3 separate regions of the Mus musculus genome follow, and all the other regions are linked to region 2. Evidence: chromatin contacts called from public HiChIP or PLAC-seq and promoter capture Hi-C data. All regions are on one chromosome and are shown on one strand. The core of a region is the stretch at or near the end of the contact, and the rest is flanking DNA. Distances in the headings are between cores, read along the strand shown. Region 1 overlaps D430041D05Rik (RIKEN cDNA D430041D05 gene). Region 2 holds the start of 4931422A03Rik (RIKEN cDNA 4931422A03 gene). Region 3 overlaps Hipk3 (homeodomain interacting protein kinase 3).

Evidence for each region. Promoter capture Hi-C pulls out the DNA fragments that hold promoters and counts their contacts. HiChIP or PLAC-seq counts read pairs in DNA pulled down with a chosen protein or histone mark.
Region 1: a contact with region 2 is called in an H3K27ac HiChIP or PLAC-seq map of embryonic stem cells, with 6 read pairs. The contact joins the enhancer-like site here to the promoter of 4931422A03Rik in region 2. A contact is called at or near these places in 4 of 39 promoter capture datasets (embryonic stem cells, hippocampal neurons, second pharyngeal arch cranial neural crest and 1 more), 1 of 484 Hi-C or Micro-C datasets (embryonic stem cells), 5 of 115 datasets of contacts at active chromatin or transcription factors (all in embryonic stem cells) and 1 of 9 other capture datasets (embryonic stem cells).
Region 3: a promoter capture Hi-C map of liver shows a contact between it and region 2, with 3 times the contacts expected there. The contact joins the enhancer-like site here to the promoter of 4931422A03Rik in region 2. A contact is called at or near these places in 11 of 39 promoter capture datasets (the 3T3-L1 cell line, the C10 cell line, cranial neural crest and 5 more), 22 of 484 Hi-C or Micro-C datasets (the C2C12 cell line, LSK cells, the N1E-115 cell line and 18 more), 2 of 115 datasets of contacts at active chromatin or transcription factors (bone marrow-derived macrophages and epiblast stem cells) and 3 of 9 other capture datasets (embryonic stem cells, liver and macrophages).

What each region holds. Positions count from the first base shown.
Region 1 is chr2:104,371,171-104,374,419 of GRCm38.p6, reverse strand. The region is part of intron 1 of D430041D05Rik (RIKEN cDNA D430041D05 gene); the gene reads left to right. Among named protein-coding and RNA genes, the nearest start is that of D430041D05Rik, 38 kb to the left of the region's middle. Within about 2 kb of position 1,854, at least 6 of the 459 cell types and tissues checked have an H3K27ac peak or open chromatin away from gene starts, as enhancers often do. A contact at or near this core is called in embryonic stem cells, where this site is marked.
Region 2 is chr2:104,027,091-104,030,078 of GRCm38.p6, reverse strand. It overlaps 4931422A03Rik (RIKEN cDNA 4931422A03 gene), which reads left to right and starts at 1,718. Exons shown (of 5, transcript NM_175161.3): 1 at 1,718-2,301; 2 at 2,792-2,857. The coding sequence starts at 2,856. It overlaps Fbxo3 (F-box protein 3), which reads right to left and starts at 2,280. Exons shown (of 11, transcript NM_212433.1): 1 at 2,113-2,280. The coding sequence starts at 2,216.
Region 3 is chr2:104,448,915-104,451,964 of GRCm38.p6, reverse strand. All of the region lies in intron 2 of Hipk3 (homeodomain interacting protein kinase 3), which reads left to right. Among named protein-coding and RNA genes, the nearest start is that of Mir1902, 22 kb to the right of the region's middle. Within about 2 kb of position 1,559, at least 30 of the 459 cell types and tissues checked have an H3K27ac peak or open chromatin away from gene starts, as enhancers often do. A contact at or near this core is called in cardiomyocytes and liver, where this site is marked.

The DNA of each region.
Region 1 (3,249 bases), core at 605-3,104, 340 kb before region 2:
CTGGAGTTGTTAAGAGGGCTAAATAAGATATCAATGGCATATTCCAAGGCAAATACCAACAAAGTAACTAGATACTATCACATCTTGTTAGAGGTCATTCCCGGTTAGCTCGTATAACAAAGTTCTTATCAAGGCCAGGCATCTTGGTTCTGAGTCACCTACCTCAACCTGGCTCATGCTCTGCTTTCTAGTATTTTCCATCTTCATGGCATCTGACTTTGAGGTTGGATTTTCAGCTATGACTACATCTTCCCCCTTGGAATGAAGACTGCACTTTACATCATACTTAGGTTCTCTGTGGGCCTTTGTGTGGAACACAGATAGGTGTCGTTAATGGCTACTACTTGATTCTGTCCTGGAAGCAGAGGTAGAGAGTGGGGCTGTAGATAGGGCTTTCTAGGAAGAGGGGACACCAGGAGCAGGGGAATCTTTGGATGGGATTGAAGCCAGCTAGAGGCCAGAAGGCAGATCTAGCTTATTCTGGGAAACATTGCAAAGGAGAAGGTGAGAAGTGAAGAGAAGTGATTGATTTTGGCTACATAAGATGCTTTGTGAGCTTTGAAAGGGACATTCTAGTGGAGGGGGCACAAGCCAGACTGTAAGGGCTTCCAAAGAGAGTGATAGGAAGGCTGGTGATGTCCTTAAATACTGGCCCACAGGCTCTTTATCGAGGCTAACAGAGGTGATATAAGAAACACAAAGTTAATGAAGTGGTTTTTTTTAGTAGATTTATTTATTTACTTTATGTATATAAGATGAATACACATCTTGATGCACACCAGAAGAAGGCATCAGATCCCATTACAGATGGTTGTGAGCACCATGTGATTGCTGGGAATTGAACTCAGGACTTCTGGAAGAGCAGTTAGTGCTCTTAACTGCTGAGCCATCTCTTCAGCCCCTAATATAGTATTTTTAAATAAGCCTAGTTTTATTTACCTCTAGTAGCACCTTATAGTCTGAGGTTTTAACCGTACTTTATTGGTTTTCTTTTAGAAAATGATAGTGGTTCTCATTCCCAGCCACTCACTAGGACACTTTGAGAGCTTTTGGAAATAATGAGTTCCTTACCAGATAACTGTATCAGAATCTTAGGGCAGACTTGCACGGGCAGGTGTCCACAGGTTCCCAGATGCCTTTCTTGTCTGGCTAGACTGTGTACTTATCAGAGAATGTATGGAAGGGTGTTTAAGATAGTGGAGCTGGGTTAGAGAAATGGTTTAGTGTTTAAAAGCATGAAGGACTAGAAGACCAGAGTCTGATTTCCAGTGCCCACAGCAGGTATCTCACAACCACCTATAACTCCACCTATAAGCCACACCTCTGGCCCCTGAGGGCACCTGCGTGCACGTGCACATACCTCTCCCCAAAACACAATTAAAAACGATAAAGATAGAATCTAAGGAAGATAGTACTGCTGAGTTTGACTTACTCTTTTAAATGAGATCCTTGTCAACAATTGCAAATTAGAAACATGATTCATGGCTCAACCTTGCTCGGTTGTTTTCTTCTTGGCCATTTTTCAGGTTTAATTTTCACTTTCTGACTTTATGAAATTCAAGTGGCAGGGATTCTTAGATGAAGAAGGAGGGCCCCTTGTAACATTTGTATTAGTTACTTTTCTTCTTGTTGAGACAAGGTTTGTTTGTTGTTGGTTTTTGTTTTGTTTTGTTTTGTTTTGTTTTGTTTTGTTTTTTCTGAGACAGGGTTTCTCTGTGTAACCCTGGCTGTCCTGGAACTCACTCTGTAGACAGGCTGGCCTTGAACTCAGAAATCTGCCTGCCTCTGCCTCCCAAATGCTGGGATTAAAGGCATTCTAAGGTGACTGACATAAATAACTTAGAGGAGGAACCACTTGTGTAGCTCATAGCTTTGGAGGATCCCGCCCATGTTTGGCCTGCTGTACAGCAGGATCAGGTGGAGGAGAGACTGCTGCTCACATCATGGAGATTAGGAAGCAGAGAAAGAGGAACACAGGAAGGGGTCCCTGTAGGATACAGTTCCCAAGGACATGCCCCATAGACCTCAGTTCCTCCAACTAGCCCCATCTCTTACCTTTCACTGTCTCCCAAGGATACCATCACAGTATGAATCCATCCAGGAGTTAGCCCAAAAAGCCTTTAATCAGATTGTTTCTGGATGCCTTCACGGACACACCCAGAGGTTTACTGTTCTCCCGGGCATTTCTTAATCCTTTTAGGTTGACAATTAAGGTTAATTATCATTATATGTCTTTGAAAATGGCAGTTCTCGGGGGCCATCTCAGCATTACTCAGGTGTATTTACAAATTAAGGAGCTCTATAAGGCTCCCCTGGGTTCGCAGGCCAAGTGTCATTGAGCACCAAGCCAGAGGCTTGTACTCTGGATATCTTCCACTTGGGCTTCCCAGAGCCTCTCTTGACGGGGAGACACCCCCCCCCCCCCCCACACACACACACACACGTCAGCTATGTCTTCCAGTTCAGCTGACCACAGGATGTCTAGTACTTTCTGTTAGTGTTGTGGTGCTTCTAGTTATTTTCAAAGGTCACAGTAGTGAACTTTTGAAATGCAAAACACTTAATTTCCATTAGAGTTAAAGGTTTCCAAGCCCTTGTTACTGCCAATAAAGGCCAATAAAATGGTGCCATTAAATGGGTTAATGTTGGCTTTTTTTTTTTTTTTATTATATGTAAGTACACTGTAGCTGTCTTCAGACACTCCAGAAGAGGGCGTCAGATCTTGTTACAGGCTGTGAGCCACCATGTGGTTGCTGGGATTTGAACTCTGGACCTTCGGAAGAACAGTCGGGTGCTCTTACCCACTGAGCCATCTCACCAGCCCCTAATGTTGGCTTTTTAAAATTATGAATATCTTACATGAAGCATATAGGAAGAAAAAAAAACTATATGTTCAACCAATGCTATGTCCATTGACTATTGGAAACATGTTTTCTTGGGTTATTGAATGAATAACTTCTGTGCTATGTATACAAATTATAAGAAGAATTACATTCACTGTTCTTGAGACTTGTTTTGCAAACTAAATGACCTGGTGAAATCTTGCTAATTAATAATTCCGAGTTATCAGAAGTTTTACAGACTTGCTATAAATAATGGCAGGGTGGGCTGGAATACCCATCCACTACTGGGAGGCAAGAACGGTGTTTCTGTGCAGCATTAGCGTTAGCATGGAAAGGCATTATGGTAGGTTGAGGCTGATGTATTTGCGCTTATCCAGCTGTGTGCATTAATGAGTGCTGCCATTTC
Region 2 (2,988 bases), core at 469-2,968:
TTAGAGCTTGGCAACAGGTTGTATGCTAGGCAAAGTTGGACTGACTGTAATGGGCAAGAAAGAAACTGCAGTATGCCAGGTGAGTCTGTAGTCGAAATAGGATTCAGCTCCGCTCGCTTCCACAAATGTTTACAGAGGGGTCATATCACTTCAGCTTTAAATTCTGATTCCTACCAGAAGCTCTGAACTAAAAGTCTCTTCTTACAAGAGGCTACACAATCTCATCAGCCACACTTCATGCAACCTGCCTGTTAGTCATTTCTACCTTCAGCAAAACCTGCTTTCTTGTTTTTCTAGTTAAACAGGACACACTATTGTTAAGAGACCCATCAGCCTCTCAATACTGTTCCCTTCACCAGGACAGAAGTGCACTGTGCCACACTTCATGTCTTCCACTGTGAGTTGGTCAGCCTGTCTTCCACATTCCTTTCCAATGCAATATACATATTCCTTCCCAATACTTGGCCCCTTTTGTAATTACATACTTGTTTGACTTTCCATCTTGTCTATAGTAGTCAAGCTACAAAAAAAAGACCATATCTCTCTAACTCACTACTGTAATCCTACATTTAACTGGCACATGGCAGACATTCAACAAAACAAAACAAACAAACCTGAGCAGATGAATACAAAAATAAATATCTTTACACTCTAGCAATGCACACTTTATTACTACAAACTCTAGTTGGAGAAGATAGTGGGAGAGTAAGGTTGCTAAACTGAGGAGAGTGAAGTATTCCGGACAGGGAACTGAGCATACACAACCATGTGCGAGTGTTGTGCCATCTGATGGGCTGAGAAAATATGATAGTGGAGGAGAGGCCTGAAAGGCCTTAGATAATAAGCTATTGGGTAAGGGCCTTAAATACTGCAGAAGTTCAGGGTCCAGTGTTGTAAACAGGGATGTCATGGGCTTTTAAGAAAAATGACAGCCAGATTGGTCTTTAGAAGGTAACTCTGGCAGCAAGCAAGCAAAGAAAGAAGGCTATCTAAATAAGAAGTTATAGCAATAAACTATTTCAGATGAAATACATTTGAGCTGGCCAACCTTTCCTACAGAAAAACTTTCTGTGTGTTAGTACAGGCTGAGTAGGGGGAAGTGTGTTTTTTGGAAAGACAAATGTCTTAGCAGGTACGAGTGGAGGCCATAACAGAAAACCCAGGAAATATCTCTGCCACCACTTAGCTACCTGTAACTCCAAGAAATCTGTACCTCTTAAAGGCCCCTAAAAACAGAGGACATAGATGCCCAGATTCCAGTAATGAAGCAAAAACCAAAAGTGTGTCTTCCCCATGTGAGAGGGCCATTTTGCAGCCTCCACAAATATATACGGAAGCACAAGAAACCCAGGCTATGCGGTCAAGAATGTAAACAATCCTGACACAGGGGGTGAGGGTGACAAGAAAGGGGCACACGGCAGGACCATTTGTCCCTCCACGCTAAAACAGTCCTGGTTTCTGAAAGAATTCTCGCATGCCCGGTGTTTATTTTTGGAGTAAATGCTGGTCATCTGGGAAACCCTAAGGTAACTGCAGTCACCTGTAAGGCCTCACCGGAAGTCGGTGACAAAACCCAAAATCCAACCACCCACCATAAAAAGGGAAACTGACAGCCAAAAAAGTCGCCGACACAAGACAAAGTGTATGCTGCCCGCGATCACGATGGCATCAGAGTCAGAAGGTCGCAGGCCTTCTCGCGCGCGTTCTACCTGCCCACGAGGGCTCTGGTCATCAGGGACCCCAGGCGCGACAGGGATGCGCGTGGGCCGAGACAGTGGCCTTTCCACAGCGCTAGACCAGGCCCCAAAGGGCCAGCGAGGGTCCGCGGGGTGCAGGACCAGGGAGCCACCTCTCTCTTCCGCAACCCGGCCTAGCCGAGGCTTGAGGGAGAGGGCGCTAAGTTCCCGGGGACCTAGGCCTGGGCAGGGGTAAGACCTGGATGCCCAGACCGCTCCCCCGAGTCTCCTTCAGCCCCCCGGGGCGCTATGCGGGATAACGGCCGCCTTGCAGTCACCCTGCTGCGGAGGGAGCCCACGTCCAGCCAGCGACCCCGGGCCTCCTTCCCTGCCTCCTTCCACGTTCCCACCCCTGCCGAGAGCACCGCCCCATTACTTGATTAGGTCCCTGTAGTCCACGAAGGATAAGATGAGCAGCAGAGGGTCGGTGGGCAGCGACTCCAGGGTCAGCAGCCCCGTCTCGGCCTCTACGGCAGCCATCTTGCCCGGCCCGCTGCAGCCTTGGCACCACCCCGGCCCCGCCCCCGCCCCCGCCGCCCGAACCGCTCGGCGGCCGCTAGCACAGGTTAGTTATGTAACTGTCACCCGGCCCCAGCCCCGCCCCCGGGATGCCCCGCCCACCCCGCGGTCAGCCCTGCGGGGGCGCTGCTGTCCCTGCCAGTCTGTTTCTGAGTCTTTGGTCTCTTCTTCCACGCATTTTATATCTCGTATCCTCAAAGCCTCTCCCTAAATCTTACACTAACCCTACCTGGCCTTTGGGTCCCAAACCCATTGCTTCATTTCCAATCCATGGTCTCTGTTGCCAGCCTCGGACTCCCATTGCCACTCACCCCCACCTGCACTCGGAATTGCTGCTCTGAGCCCTGTCCACTTAGCAAGGAAGGAATGATGGGGAAAGAGACACAGGGGAAGGCATTCCAACTTTGAAATGATAGGGAGGTTATAATTCTTCCATGGCCCACAAGGCAAAAAACTGTCCTTCAAAAAAACCGAAAATGACCTCTGGATAAATTCCTTGTCCAACAAATGTTAATTGCCCAAGCCCTTACCACCAGGCTTCTAAACCTACTGGTCCCAGAGAAAGTTTCTTCCAACTACTTAAGTGTAAGAAATAATCAAATGTGAGTATTTTCCACCAAGTGCTATAAAACTTGTGTTTAGGACAAGGAATTTGATTCTTTTTAACCTTCTGAGCACACCCTCTTGATAAACATAAATTTGTCTTGTCTAGACACAATAGTTGGAGTGGTGG
Region 3 (3,050 bases), core at 310-2,809, 420 kb before region 2:
CTGTGCTTCTGTGGGTGGGCTGCACTCAGCCCAGCAGTTCTTGTATGTGAAATCTTTTGCTTACCTGAGTTGTTGCAGTTTGATTGTACAACATTTTCTTTAAATGATCAATGCATTAACAGTTATTTCTATGGCACCTGACCCATTGCTAACTCTCAGTAAATGATATCTGTTTTTGTTCTAAGTCCTAAGATGTTCAGCTGTCTTAAATGCAAGCTGGCTAGCATGTCAGAGTTTCTTGCCTGCTACCTGTTGAACTTATATATTTGATTCTACCAAAAAATTCCTCTAGTTTCATGAGTTCTAAAAGCTTTGTTAAAATTCATTGCTTGGATAGAGAGCACCTGCTATGTGCCAGGCAGTGTTCTTTAGATGCTAGCGTCACAACACTGGAACAAAAAGTCCAAGTCTTGTGCCTTCATAGAATGCTAGTCTGCTGGAGCAAGCGGAAAAGAGACAATGAGCCAATATAGAAATCAGTTGTTGGAAAGTGTTACAAAGGAACAACCGAGCAAGATCTAGACGGAAAGCCAAACGCCACAGAGTCTTCCACTTGTGTAAGACTGCGACAGGGTCTTTGTAATAAAATGATCATTAAGCAGAAAGTCAAATAAGAGAAGGCAATCAAGTCTTGCTTCTTGGAGTAATCTCCCAGGTATCCTTAAGTGGAATCGTTTGAGCAGGTTTGAAGAGGTTTTTGTGCCAATGCAGTTTGCTCACAGCATGTTAAGAGTATGGCAGGAAATCCTGGTGTAGCTGAGGTTTGGGACCACTGTGAGGAATTGTTCACTAAGATAGGATTCTCCTGGGGATTCTAGGGTGAGGAATGCTGTGGTCTGGTGTATGTTGCCTCTCTTGCTGCTATCTTGCTATGTGGCAGAAAACAAGGACAGAAGCTGAAACAGAAGTTGTTGGTGCAATCCAAACAAGATGTCCATCTGGATTAGAGAGTGTAGTCGTGGAGTAATGGTGAAGGTGGAGTAATGTGGTCGGTCAGTTCTGCATCTATTTTGATGCTAGCTAGTGAGATTTGCTAATAGATGTGGAAAGTGAAAGAGAAGGGGCATATTTGACCTTCCTGGCTTGGGGACTGAGAAACCAAAGATGGGGGAAGCTGGAGGGTGGAAGTGGTTAGAGGACATAAGTCTTTTTCAGTTTGTTCACTTTGAGGCACCTTAGATCCACCTCCTTCCCCGTTCCCTGCTTCTCTCCCCTCTCTCTTATGTCTTCCCCTTTGTTTGCCCCCCCCCCTTTCTCTTTCTCTGCTGGACTTCTAACCTGGACTTTGCACATGTTAGGTAAGTGCTCTATCACTGAGCTAAGTTAGTACTCAATCTATCATTTTTTTAAAAATTGCCAAGAAGTATACACAGTTTATTGCCCATCATCTGATAAATGGTCACCTAAAATGTATGCAACGGGCTAGGTACTATTTAGCAATAAAAAAGAAATACTAAGAATATAGTACATAAACAAAAGCTGTTGGGATGACCCATACCTTTAGTTCCAGAATTTAGGAGGTAGAGTCAGATGGACTTCGGAGTTCCAGGCCACTCTGGACTGCAGAGCAAAATGGAAGCTGGCTAGCCAGGACTACATAGTCAGACTCTTGAGTACAGGTTACAGAATGCAGGTGATCAGTTTGTTGTGATTCCTCAGGGAAAATAAATGTAGAAAGAGAAGGTTGATGTTCAAAGTTAAGCTAGGTACAAGAGTTAATGAAGCAGAGCTAAGACGTTGGTTACTGAGAACATTATGCCTCTGTCCTAAACACTGTGCTTTAATGGTTGCACAGTTCTGTGACTGTTTTGGAACTCCTCAGGACTGTGCCTGTCTTGTCTGGTTTTTGTCATTGTTGTTTGTTCTTAAAACCTTTCCCATACCTGCCTCTAGCTTAGAAGACCTCTGAATTGAGTGGTTTTAATATTCCCAAAGATTAATAATTTTTTTATCTTGTTTAAATTGGTGTTGTATATCTCAGTTGTCTTTACCCTGTCAAAGTCAGGAAAGCATGCAGGTGCACACACACTCTTATCATGAAGCAGCATAGAGCACACCTGCCTTTTATGTTGAAGAAATCATCATTGCCTTGAGCTTGATCAGACCTGGGCTTAAGTCTGAGGCCTAACACATCAGCATTACGCTTACTTCATTAACACAAAGAAATGAAGATTTCTGCTTGTAAAATCACTCTAGTGGGAGACATCTTCTGACCAGTTCTCCTCCCTGTTCTACTCCTACCCTGGCACCCCAGGACCTCATGCTTGCTAGGAAGGCCTTCTAAGGTTGAACTACATCCATAGCTCAATACTTCTTGATGAAAATACCACCAACACAGATTCAGAGTTTAATAGTGACAGCCCATGGTACCTGCAATTATAGGTATAGTTGTTTCTAGAACTGGACATACTGAACCTAAACCAAGACAGCCCTTTTCCTAACAGCGATGGAATTATTTTGCTAGTAACTCAACATTTGACTTGAACAAGTAGGTAAAAATGGAACAACCCCCCCTGAGATGTTCCATTAATAGCCATCTTTTCTGAGTGACTCTTACTTCACTGCATTCTTATTTGAAGAATTCCAAGCATTCCCTTCCAGTACTCTATCAGTAGTCTACCAGTCCATTCAGAGGTCTGTTCTCACTGAGGAAAATTGCCTTTCAACTTGCCAATTTTCAGTGTTAAGCTGTGTTTTATATCAATATTTCAAGTTTTTAGAAAGACAGAGTATTTGTAATGAACATCAATAGACTTGACTAAAAACACATGGCAGAAAAAGAAACATCATTTTATATATAGATATACTTTGTTTCCATGTGACCTCAACTTTGGCGCTGTAGGGTTTAGATTGGACTCCTGACAGTGTGTAACTACTTATAAAGTGAGCCTTCAGGCTCTGTTGGACTGTTCACTGAATACACTAATTTAATTTGTGACTTGTCTATGTATAATGCACAAAATGATGTTTATGTATGCAGACGTCTGTTTATACAAACGTATATTTCCCAAGCTGGTAAAGGAATTGGAAACAATTTTAATCACTGCAGT